Regions from separate parts of the Mus musculus genome. Here region 2 is linked to region 1. A link is a contact called in public HiChIP or PLAC-seq data. All regions are on one chromosome and are shown on one strand. Each heading gives the region's core, a stretch centred on a gene start, on an enhancer-like site or on the middle of the called end of the contact. The rest is flanking DNA. Distances are from core to core; before and after follow the strand shown.

Region 1 (5,899 bases), core at 303-2,802:
GCACATACCCTCCCACAGATATACACACAGGCACATAGCTAAAGAAGATCTTAAGAATAAATTTCTGAGCCGGACGTGGTAGCGCACCTTTAATCCCAGCACTCAGGAGGGAGAGGCAGGCGGGTTTCTGAGTTCGAGGCCAACCTGGTCTACAAAGTGAGTTCCAGGACAGGCAGGGCTATACAGAGAAACCCTGTCTCAAAATAAAATAAAATAAAATAAAATAAAATAAAATAAACTTCTGACTGCATCTGTTTATCACATCACCTGATAATTATCTGCTGGATTTTGACTAGATAGGATGTACATTTGGACTTAAAATATAGACTTTAGGCTGCAGAGAAGGCTCCAAAAAGAGCTTGTCACATAAGCAAGAAGAGACTGGAGAGTTGGGATCTCCAGGTTCCACATTAATCCTGGCGTCCCTCCTGTAACTCCAGCTTAGAAGGCTGAGATGGAAACTCCAGAGCAGGCTATCCAGCAAGACTATCTGTATCTGTGTGCTCTGGGTTTGATTGAGAGACCCTGCCTCAAAAGAAAAGGAAGGAAAGGGACAAGAATGATTCCTGACATCAGCCTATGGCCTTACACATAAATGTGTGCCCCACACATGTACACATGTACACACACATACACACATATAAGAAAAAGAAAAATATGTAGACTTTTTCAATGAGCTTAAAATGCCCAGGTGCTTCTGGCATCAGTGTCCTGAAGCCACAGGCATCAACCATTGGAAGAAAACCAAAGTCAAGAAAGGACATCTAAGAGTAGAAAGAGAACTTTCAAGGGCTGACAGGGTTCCACGGCTGTCTCAAGAACAACCTCTCTGTGTGGGCTAGGAGACACTGGGTCTCTAAAGTGCACGAGGACCTCAGCTGGACCCCTAGAATCCATGTTAAAAATAAAATCGAGATGCAGTGGTTTATGCTTGTAATCCTGACACTGGGGAAACAGGGACATCAGAACCCTGAAGCTCACTGGCCAGCCAACCGAGCCTACTTAGTGAGTTTCAATCAGTGAGGGACTTTGTTGAAACATATTTTTGACTATCTACCTAAAAATACTTATAGTACATATGAGGAGGGGGGAGGAAGAGGAGGGGGAAGGGAGGGAGGAAGACAGGGAGGGAGAGAAGGGACGGAGAGAGAGAGAGATGAATTTTTCCCACTATCTGAGCTGACAATGCTCACTCCGAGAGCCATAGAGCACCTAACAAAACCTCCAACACCAGGCATGATAAGCCTTCTTCTGCGTTGTTGGACAGAGGTGTCCATAGAACTCCTAAAACGTTATAGGACGTTGCTACTGCCCATTCTTACATTCTTACCCCCTGGATACGGAAAGTGTGGCTGAAGAAACCGTGCATTTCTGTCCTGACCCGCAGGACTCAGTTATTCGTGGGATCCGAGGGGGACCATGACTGAAAGAGAAACAAGGGAGAAAGAAGGAGCGAGACTAAGCAATGGTTGTCAAGGTCTGTTTATTGTGAGCAAGGTTACAGAATATAAGCAGTAAGAAGGAGGAAGTAAAGAGGGAGAACCTTGCCTGTGCCTCAGCCTGGGGGGAGGGGTAGTTCTGCTTAACTGCCTGGGAACGTAGTATCTACTCTTAGCTCAGGGAACATTCTGTGGTTTTCCTCAGAAAGTTTGCAGATACTATTATCTGATCTTGATATTCTGTCAGCTGTCATTTCAAAAGGTCAGAAGTTTCTCAAGAAGGGAGGGGAACTTTGGCTTATGGCTCAGTGTCAGTCTCCAACATTTCCCTCTCTTTTATATTATAGATGGAGCATCTGTCTTAGGCTACATGATGTGCATCCACAACCAGCACCCGACATGGTTGGGTCTGAGGGTAGAGTCTCTGTCTTAGGCTATGCAAATGGCCTCCATACCCAGCACTGTCAATTCAGAGTGGGCTCCTGGATCATGGACTCGCAATAATCCTGTCATTGAGATGCTCTACAGCCTATCATGGGTGTGCCTCCTGGTATGTGGCATCATGCTATTCCTGTCATTGATGTCTCCATAGCTTACCAAAGCACCCTTGGTCGGGGCCTGGGTCTAGGACTGTGAAATCTAGGCCTACCGAAGGGGTGCCTGGGGGCTCAGCATAAGTATCTTGGCCAATGTCTCAGACTTCAAGGTGACACTGGCTTCTTAAAGGCGACACTGGCTTCTTAAAGGCTGCATCTATTTCTGATTTTACCAAATCTGTGACCTTCCTAAATGCCCAGGGTCCAAAAGAGATAAGTAAAAGAAATCCTATCCGGGGCAAGGAGGGGAAGGAGGTAAGGCAACACTCCATTCCAGACACTCCACATGGGATTGGCGAAGAGTTCTTGACGTCTTTTTTCTAGGTCTTCTTGGTGTTTTCTGATTCTGTCTCCGACGATCCCAGACTTGTTTGTATAGAAACAGCATTTTTCCTGTAAAGCTAAGCAGATACCTCCCTTGTCTGCAGTTAGTAAATCAAGGCCTCGTCTATTTTGTAGGACCACTTTTGCCAGGGAATCCACTTGATCTTGAAGATCTTTTACTGACCCTATAAATGATAAACCATATTAACGTCATCAATCAACTGTTGGGACAGCTCATTGTAAGTATCTAGAGCCACCCCATCTCCAGCAGAGCCAGTAGCCAGTGCCCCAGATATCCCTAATCCAACCAAAAGTGGGATAAGCTGAACAGCTCCTTTATGTCTGGGGGACAAACATAGCAAAACTGGGCAGAGGAACAGGCTCGTCTCCTCGTATAATCTCTATATCTGGCGAAAGTAAGGCCGGCACACAGGAACCAGTCCAATTTACAGGGAGAAAGGGGGAAGCCACGTTATCACCGCATACATACACTTTTCCCCCCGCACCCAAACAGCCTGAGGCAGAGAAGGTAACATAACTGGTGCATGAGATAAACATGGCTAGGCCAAGATCTGCATCAAAGGAATCATTCTTAAAAGAGCTATACATTAAGGTGGATACATTAAAATTGTTTGGTAAGAACTTAAAAGACCCCTTTTCTGGGGTCTGATGAGCGTCGGCATTGGGCGCCTTAACCCGGCGTTCGGTTCATCCCGCAGCACCAGTTCTGCTTACCAAAAGTGGCCCACTAGGCACTCGCATTCTACGCCCGGCTCCACGCCAGCGAGCCGGGCTTCTTACCCATTTAAAGTTTGAGAATAGGTTGAGATCATTTCAGCCCCAAGACCTCTAATCATTCGCTTTACCGGATAAAACTGCGTGTGTCGGGTAAGAGTGAGAGCGCCAGCTATCCTGAGGGAAACTTCAGAGGGAACCAGCTACTAGATGATTCGATTAGTCTTTCGCCCCTATACCCAGGTCGGACGACCGATTTGCACGTCAGGACCGCTTCGGACCTCCACCAGAGTTTCCTCTGGCTTCGCCCTGCCCAGGCATAGTTCGTCATCTTTCGGGTCCTAACGCATACGCTCGTGCTCCACCTCCCCGGCGCGACGGGCGCGACGGGCCGGTGGTGCGCCCTCGGCGGACTGGAGAGGCCTCGGGATCCCACCTCGGGCCCCCGGGCGGGGCCCTTCACCTTCTTTGCGCCACGGCGGCTTTCGGACGAGCCCCTGACTCGTGCATGCGTTAGACTCCTTGGTCCGTGTAACTACAATTATCTTGGGAGGGGACGATAGTGGATTCATGAAGCAGGGGTATTACAAGGGGCCAAGAGGCTCCCAATGCAAGGCACAGCCAACAATCCCTGGCCAGGGAGGGGTTGGAAACATTTAGGGCTTTATGAGTAGCAACACGTATATCTATGGTCTAGAGGTCTAAATTAATGCCTCTGGACTTTGGGTGGTGGTGGAGGCGGAGAAGGAGGCCATCAATCTGGGCTTGAATTATCTGTTGAACCCATTCTTCTCAAACGTGGTCCATGGGACCACCACCATCTGAAACATGAAGAGGAGCGGCTTATGGCCAACAAGCCGGTTTATCAGGGGGTGCGAGGCAACCAGCTGTAACATATTTTGAAGTATAGGAATTGGTGCCAATTACCTGGGTGTTGCGAAACCAATCCACCCCCCCACCCCCGTACTCTGTAGCATCTTAGAGGGAAGAGCCCAAAAATAAGGCTGCCTATCTTTGAGGCATGTGGACAAGGAAGAATAACAACTAGCACGCATCTGATCAACAAAGGAACAATTACTGGGGCACTGACCATCAGACAGTGGAGGCAAAGGTTTGGGCTTATTGACACACTTCCAATGTTGACTTGTCCCTCCAGTAGGAGAGCTGAAATATTGTAAGAAGGCATTCTTATCCCCACAATCAACTGACTGAGTGTATTGTGATAAGGGTGATAAGGGTGTAGAAATCACAGGGCTGACCATACAGAGTGGTCAGGAGTGTAAGCCGATCGACAGGCAGACCAGCTTCGACACCCTGTGGTACCAACAGTAATCCGAGGACAAGCAGCATCTGCATTTTTACCCTCTGTTGTAGAGAAGATAGGGAAGTTTCTTTCCTGTAATTAAGCACAATTGGGTAATTTCTCAGGGGCCTCCCTGGGTGGATTATATAATTTGATTAGGTGATCTGGCAGCCATCGAGTGTTGCCCGCTTGGGCATCATAAACACAGGCATGTCCTTTTCCCCAAATGAGGACAGGGTCAGGAGCCTGCCATTTGTGAGTTAGTGGATCTTTCCAAAGGGCCTGAGCATAGTTTGGGCAGTGGTAGGATGCCACAGGCGATCTGCAGCAGACTTACCCTCAGTGTTGACCATGAGATAATTTAAAACAAAGAGTGAATGGTTGATCAGGGTCTTATGGTTACCAGTCAATGGATATAAAATTCCTCCGTTTGACTGTAATTTAGAGATCATGTTTTTAAGAGTTTGATGAGCTCCTTCAACAATGCCTTAGCCCTGAGGATTATATGGAATGCCAGTAACATTTTTAATGCCCAACTGCGAGCAGAACTGTCTAAAGCTGCTGCTGGTGTAGCCGGGCAGGAAAGAGGCTTAAGAAAATCTTCAGCCAGTGAAACAATCGTGCCTGCCTCAGCCGAGGATGATTTAATGACATCTCTGATGAGGCCCCAATAACTAAAGGTCTGGATGGGCACTGTATCTGATCCCTTTTCTTTTAAAAGTTCATTAAGATTGCGCCCTACCCTTTCCCACTTAAGGGGATGGATTTCTGGTCCATCTATTATGAACCATGGACAAACTTGAGAAATAAAGATGAAAAACTGTGTCAAATCTTTCTTTTTAACTCTGACTCCTCTCTCCCTGAGGGAGGCCTTGAGATCCTTAATGAACTGCGCCTCTTTAGAAAGCTTCTGGCCCATTTCTATAGGACGGAGAAATGGTAACTTACCAAGGATGACATTCTCTCATGAGCGCTGAGAGCGCACCCAGATGAAACGTGTTGTGCAAACGGCGAGATGATCCCGGGAACTGGAAGGTGGTCTCTATCTGGCAAGGGTTTGTACCTCGAGCCCCACGTTAGGCGCCACTTGTCCCGACCCGCAGGACTCAGTTATTCGTCCCCACGAGGGGGGGACCATGCCTGAAAGAGAAATAGGGGAGAAAGGAGCAAGACCAAGCAATGGTTGTCAAGGTCTGTTTATTGTGAGCAAGGTTACAGAATATAAGTGGTAAGAAGGAGGAAGTAAAGAGGGAGAAACTTGCCCGTGCCTCAGCCCGGGTGCGGGGGGGGGGGGGGGGGGTTCTGCATAACTGCTTGGGAACATAGTATCTACTCTTAGCTCAGGGAACACTCTGTGGTTTTTCTCAGAAAGTTTGCAAATACTATTATCTGATCTTGATATTCTGTCAGCTATCATTTCAAAAGGTCAGAAGTTTCTCAAGAAGGGAGGGGAACTTTGGCTTATGGCTCAGTGTCAGTCTCCAACACATTTCAGACACAGA
Region 2 (6,659 bases), core at 1,318-3,817, 170 kb before region 1:
TCAAAAATACACCATGACCTTGGCAACTCTTATAAAGGAAAATGTTTAATTGGGGCATGCTTATGGGTTCCGAGGTTTAGTCCATTACTGTTGTGGTAAGCACGGTTAGCACATAGACAGACATGGTGCTGGAGAGGAAGCTGAGTTTAACATCTAGGTCTACAGCAGTAGGAAGGGAGGGCTGGTTTAGGCTTCTGAAACCTGAGAGCCCACCCCCAGTGGCTCATGTTCTCCAACAAGGCTACATCTCCTCTAAGAAGGCCACATATTATAATCTTTTCAAATAATTCCCCGCCCTATGAGCCTATGGGGACCACTTTCATTCAAAGCACCACAGTGAGTATGATTAAAATACTTGGTGTGCATGTATCGAATTATCAAAGAATAAATATTATAAAGAAATACATTAATAAAAAGAGAAAGAGAAAACTCAAGAACTAAATCTTCCTTCTGTTATTTTACACTAAGCACAAACCACCTGTTTGATATTGCTGTGTTACTCTTCGTGAATCTGATCTGTCTCTCAGTGGTAGATAGATCGGGACGGATCCCTCTCTATCATCCGTAAGACCGTCAGCTGCCTAGACCTTGCAAGTCCTCATGCCTCTATGTGCCTGTGTTAGGGTGGGAATTCCAATGGTAACTTTTTCATCTCCTTGCATTTGAGCCCCTTAAGCTAGGAAATGCCAGAACTCCCCATCAATCCTTCTGAGCCCCATTTTTCCAGGAAAGAACTGTGTACCATGACAGATCGTGGTAATAGCTTATTGTTCAGTGGTGACTCCTCCCATCGTGGTCCAGATGCAGCTTTGCTGTGACCTCCCTCCCTCCATGAAGGATCTCCAGATAAGGGAGAGAAGAAGCCCTGCTGGGAAAGGGAGTCCATTATTTTTTACCAAGCTCAGGAGTGCTGCCCCCTCTCCTCAGGGGAGCTGCCCCACCATGGTGGACTACAACCTTTAAATAGCAGGATCTTCCAAGAGTAAATATAGTCTGAGATGCTGCTTTAGCCAAGATTTGAATGCATTTCCAATTTCTGCACTTCCATAAAGCCATCTCAGATCAATAAGAAATTCTGACTATTTGCATACCCTAATATTGGATAGTGTTTTCATCCCAGAGTTTCTTGGACATAATCTAAAGCTAACGTTGATTTTTTTTTTTAATGCAGATATTTCACAGGCCTGTTTTTAGAGCCTTGCACTTTTGTGTAGATGGCAGATGAACCCCCAGGCTTCCCTCTACTCTCAGCCCCAGCCATCTACTTCCCTCCCACCATTATGTGGGAAGAAGCTACGTGTTTGCCAAATGGCAAAACAGCCTTTACTTGACAGCATGTGTTTCACTTTTGTGCTCAGGCTTTATCGTAGGAACATTTTCTTTCATGGAAAATGATCATTTCTTCCAAGAGTATATAATTTTTTCAGGAACATGGAGTTTTAAAAATGAAACCACGTATCACACAAAATGATCTTTGGTTTTTGTAAAGGTGGGCTTTTTTTTTTAAATATCTACTCCGTGGTTGTTCATTATCTTAAGACCTATTAGTTATAACACACGCGCCTGAAGAATGGAGGGGTTTAAATTTAACCTAGACAAAATGTCTCGCTATAGTTAGATTCTGAAACTGTGCCAGTAAAATTGTATTTGAATGAAGCTCGAGTTCATTTTTGAAGGACTGGCTTTCCACTCTAAATGTGTAAAACAGTTATTCAGATTCCAGTAGACGTGTGTAAGAGCCAGGCTCTGTGTGACAGAGCGGTGGCGTTGTTTGTAGGGCTTCTCACTCCTAATGATTGGCCTAATGTGCAGCGTTTTCTTTTGCCAGCTGAGGGAATGAGGCTCGTTTCATAGGAATTTCATTCAGTAATATGCTCGCATCATGCCTCACTTATAACTGTGTCCCTGCAACAAGAATGCCAGGGAGTCAGATAACATCATTGCTAAAAAGTGCAAAGTAATTTGGGTAGAAAAATACTGTAATAGCTCTAGCAATAGACTATAATAGACCACTTAGTGCCTAGTGTAAAAATAGGAGGAGGATTTATTTTTAGTGTTCAATGGGGTCAGATCAGTAGGATTAAAATACACAGGTTCAGTGACAGCGGTCACCTCCGAGGAGCTCTCCGTGATATCAGAGCTCCATGTTTAACCTTAAGTAGTAAAAGTCATCTAGTCACAGGTATCCCTCTTTTTTCCAAGATGATAAAGCAGAAACAGGCATTTGTTTTAGTCATAGAAGCCTTGAGGTTAAGAGATGGTAAATCGGGCCAGGGTATCTCACCAATCCAATCAGGAAATGGCTGTTGGGCACCCGCAGTATGCCAGGTGCCTTTCTGGGTACTGGTAGAGCATCAGCCAAACACACAGGCCCCTCAGCGGCAGGAGTTCCTCGTTTCCCTGTGAGAGGACAGTTTCCCGTAGAGATGAAACACTGTGGGGAGACTAAAACAGCAAACAATATAAGGACGAGTTTGGTTTAGATCCGGAAGTTAGAGAAGGACTCTGTGACAAGTGACAGTTAAACTGAGACTTAAATGACAGAACACCACCTACCATCTACAGGAAGAGCCATTCAGAGAGGGGGAACAGAGTTGCAAAGGCTCTAAAGAGGGTTGTGTTGGCAGGGCTGAGACAGTAAAGAAAGCCGCAGGGTGGTGGAATGCAGCGCGCTAACTGCAGCCAGATCTGAGTGAAATCTGCAAGGAGGACAGGAGCTGGAGGGTGTGCTATGCACGCACGCTGCCCTACTCAATCTGTGCTAGCATGGTAACCAGGTCACATATTGTTTCGCACTTAGTGTGCCATTGTCTAACATGGCATTGTACGTTTACACTGTGTTTTATCTTTCTGTCTCTTTATGCTACAGAGACAGCCAAAGAGAAACACTGACATCCTCAGGTATGCAGAGTTTCTGGCATTCCTAACAGAGCCACACAGATAGGTTGCAATGCCCGTGACAGAATCCCCAATACCTTCCCATGCTCTTTCCGAATATCCTTCAAAGAGCTGGGAAGATGCCTCGGTTGACAGAGACCTTGCCAAAAGCATGAAGATCTAAGTTTGGATTCCCAGCACAAGGGAGGACAATCCTTGGGGCTCAATGACCAGCGGGTCTAAGTAACTCAGTGAACTGAAGGTTCAGTGATATCTCCCACTGCAAAATAAATAAATAAATAAATAAATAAATAAAAGTGAGAGAGTGATTGAGGAAACACCCCACATGGACCTCTGGCCTCCACCTGCAGGGAATACATAAACACCCACACCTACAGGTTTATACACAGTGAAAAGTGCACACAAATCTCTTTCAGTTCAGCTCAGCAGATACTTTCTAGGTGCATGAGCCATGAGAAGCCAATGCATTCCCTGGGCTGCTGTAGACAAAGCCTTAACTACTGAGCCGTGTGCACCGCTTGGGTCCTGGAACCCTAACCAGGGGCAGTGAGGGGATGAAGAAAGAACAGGCACACAGGAAAGCTGGCATCTGGCTGGGGTCTGCTGCCACCACCAAGCTGTACCGGCACAGGGTGGTGGGTATCTATCTAGTTTCCATAGTAGGTCTCAGTAGGTGAGCAGTGTCAGGCTGCAAACATCTGGGAGCAGAAAGCTGCACACAGTGATCACTAGAACTCCCAAGAAGGCTTCACCATCCCGCTGAGCCTCCCCTGAATAAGGCTTTGCCACTCCCCTGAGGCTGAGACACTGGAGTCTTCAGTGTGGTTGTCCCATGTCAACAGCACACATGCACACAGGGCTCCTGTTCCCTGCAGGCAACAGGAATTGTGATAACTTTTTGTGTAAAGCCTCGATTCTATCTATAATTTCAATCACAGAACACCTACCTTTTCTACCCGCTAATTTATCCCTAGATTACAAATCATAACACGATACTAAATCCAGACGTCAGTAATTCATGCTGACAAAATCTTCATCTGTTTCCCTGGATACGGAAGACCATGGTCTGTGTATGCATCAGGCCAACTTGTATTATTTGAATTTTTTTTTTTTTTGGATAGGGGAAGATCTTTTTTTTTTCATTAAAATTTTAATAAAATGTATGAAAGCCTAAAAACATATATTCTTTAAATGGAGCTGCACAAACTATAGACTGCTATGATTATTGTGACTCAAGAGGGTTGGGTTTTTCCACTGAAGAGTTGGGAAGTAATAGACTGTTTCCCTGCATATGTCTTCAGACCTTCTGGAGTTGCTGCTGAATCCATCCTTCCTGTGATTTATGTCATTAAACTGCATTACCACGAGCAGCCACTGGCTCTTCCTGTATTAATAGAGCCTCTCAGGTTGACAGAGAAACCAACCTGTAGTTTAGGTTTCATATGGCTGAGCTACAGTCAGGTGCCCCCTCTTGTGGATAGTAATCCATTCCACCTCTCCTCCTGGCTATACTGTTTCTTTTAAACTCCCTGGTTCTTTGGATCAGTGTCCTCCTGTCTAGAATGAGCCTGCAGGGTCTAGTACCCATGTTCAGGATCTCTTTCCAGTTCTCCTGAAGGTTCTGGAAAAGAACTTGACACCACTTGACTGACAGGGTAGGATCTTTTGAACAGTTCTCAAAGCTTTTTGCACTCTGCTTCTTATTTTTCAGCACTGCATCTGTGGACTCGAGTGTGTATGATGTGTATATAAACTGTTTCCGTCACAGAACATCCTATGCATATTCCCCCTGGGTTTAGAAACATAATACCCCATTCCTTCTGTGGCTGAAGCCTCTGGGTAGCTCTGCCTGATTGCATTTCCAGTCCTCTGTCACGGAGCCAATCCATACTTTGAACTTTTTATAGTCATTCATGTGGGCCTTTATGTTTTATGACAAAATATATGCATCTCAAATACTATGTGGTATTGTGTTACTCACTTTCAACTTATACAACTGTACATCAGTTGTTCTCTTACATTTTTAGGACCTTATCTGCATCAACATTTTCATCTTTTCTTTTATTCTTTCTGGTTAATAATGTTGTATTGGGACTGGAGTGGGCACACTAGCCAGAACCTCATTTACCATCCTTAATCAAATAAGAAATAGACTCCAAGTACAGGCGAGTAGCAGAGAGAATCATCAGTTTATCAGAGGGAGCACTGTTAGAGGGCTGGGCTTACAAAAAAGCAGCTCAAAATGAGATTTCCCTTTGCAGTAACAGTCTGTGTGTTTATTGGGAACTCCCCACAGGAAGGCTTTGCCTCTACTCTCTCTAAGGAGATGCTTCTAGGGAAAAAGAAAGGAAATCAATTAAGCAAGTCCCCCATTTAGGAGGAATGAGTAAAGAGGCAAAGAGAGAAACAGAAAAATCTCCAAAAGACATCCTTTTGCACAGACCGATGAAAACAGGGGATGAAAAGTTTTCCCGGAATACAATAATTGGTTTTTTTTTTCTTCTACTGGAGGATTCGTTTCTTGTTATAGCCTTGCTGCAGTAGCTGCCCTGATAAGTTTTTCCTTGTCCTTACATGATAGAGTCTGCAGGTTGTGTACTTGGGAGTGGAAGGCAGAGTCGTAGCCTGTGCACAACAGCATCTCTCTCGCTCCCAGGAGGCTGTACCAGTTCACATCCCACCAACGGTGCTGGTGGCGTCCCTTCTCTCGTCTTTGCCAGCATGCTACGTCTTATGTATGTGAAGGGTCATTCTTATTGTGATTTTAATTTCCCTTACTATGTGTTGCGCTCACCTCGTCCAGCAAGAAAAAAACGCAACACGGTCGGATTCTTCTCAACAGACTTTTTTATTTCAGGAACACCTTGATGATGCTACGGGAACTCTGGAAACCCAGGGAGGGCTGCTTATATACACCCCAGCACTGGGGAGAGCTATGTGTCCTCCTGGGATTGGTCAGTCTGCCAGCACTTTAATTTACATGCACCCGCTGGAGAGGGGTTGGCGCCAGATTCAGGCTAGCGCCTGCGCAGTGGCGTTGTTTACAGTGATGGTGTACCGGAGGCCAGCGCCATCTTTTAGGCACCCGGCTGCCTACAACTACGAGTAAAATTCCTCATGTCACCCGACTATCATGACTGCCTTCAACTCCCTGTTCTGGCCAAGGATGATGCTAAGCCCTTGATCCTCCTGCTTCCTGTACTGAGATTTTAGGACTGGATCGCCAACCCCAGCTTAGGTTACATGCTGAGTGTGGTAGTTTTAGAGATTCTCCATGTATTCTTGGTGATAATGGTTTTTATTTTTGAGACACAGAAATCATCAGTTATTCATAGCCTAACACATTTTTGGGGAGGGAGAATATCTTCCGATATTAATCTAGGATACCTATTTTTCTAGACTGGTAGAGAGAACCCGGGGGAAAGAGAGGAAGCACAGGGCCATTTGACATGCTCAAACTCTAGGTTTTGTGAAGAATGTATGTGGTGCTACTCAAACATCCCAATCGAATCCACCTTAGGTTTTTCTGCCTGCATCCGTACTGTCTTTGAGCAATGGCTGATTCTTTCCCCCACATTAGCCAATTTGAGCAATCCCTCTGCAAACTTTACATTGTGGTCATTTTCTTATACATTATAGGATTTTATTCTTGGTTCCTAAGTGATGCTTTCTGCCTTCATGTTGTTACATGAAAAGGCTGACCCACAGAATGCCCCCAAACAGAAAGCAAAACTGTCTACTGTTGGGACACTGAGCACCCC

Evidence for each region. HiChIP or PLAC-seq counts read pairs in DNA pulled down with a chosen protein or histone mark.
Region 2: a contact with region 1 is called in an H3K27ac HiChIP or PLAC-seq map of regulatory T cells, with 4 times the contacts expected there. The contact joins two enhancer-like sites. A contact is called at or near these places in 1 of 39 promoter capture datasets (hippocampal neurons), 4 of 15 datasets of contacts at CTCF or cohesin (embryonic stem cells, large pre-B cells and pro-B cells), 55 of 484 Hi-C or Micro-C datasets (B cells, the BV-2 cell line, the C10 cell line and 34 more), 15 of 115 datasets of contacts at active chromatin or transcription factors (CD8 T cells, the HPC-7 cell line, T-cell acute lymphoblastic leukemia and 11 more) and 1 of 9 other capture datasets (liver).

The regions. Positions count from the first base shown.
Region 1 is chr12:99,642,789-99,648,687 of GRCm38.p6, reverse strand. It overlaps Gm19951 (predicted gene, 19951), which reads right to left and starts at 5,592. Exons shown (of 2, transcript NR_166738.1): 1 at 5,346-5,592; 2 at 1,467-2,544. Within about 2 kb of position 1,552, at least 65 of the 459 cell types and tissues checked have an H3K27ac peak or open chromatin away from gene starts, as enhancers often do. A contact at or near this core is called in CD8 T cells, T-cell acute lymphoblastic leukemia and regulatory T cells, where this site is marked.
Region 2 is chr12:99,817,424-99,824,082 of GRCm38.p6, reverse strand. The region is part of intron 5 of Efcab11 (EF-hand calcium binding domain 11); the gene reads left to right. Among named protein-coding and RNA genes, the nearest start is that of Efcab11, 63 kb to the left of the region's middle. Within about 2 kb of position 2,567, at least 29 of the 459 cell types and tissues checked have an H3K27ac peak or open chromatin away from gene starts, as enhancers often do. A contact at or near this core is called in CD8 T cells, T-cell acute lymphoblastic leukemia and regulatory T cells, where this site is marked.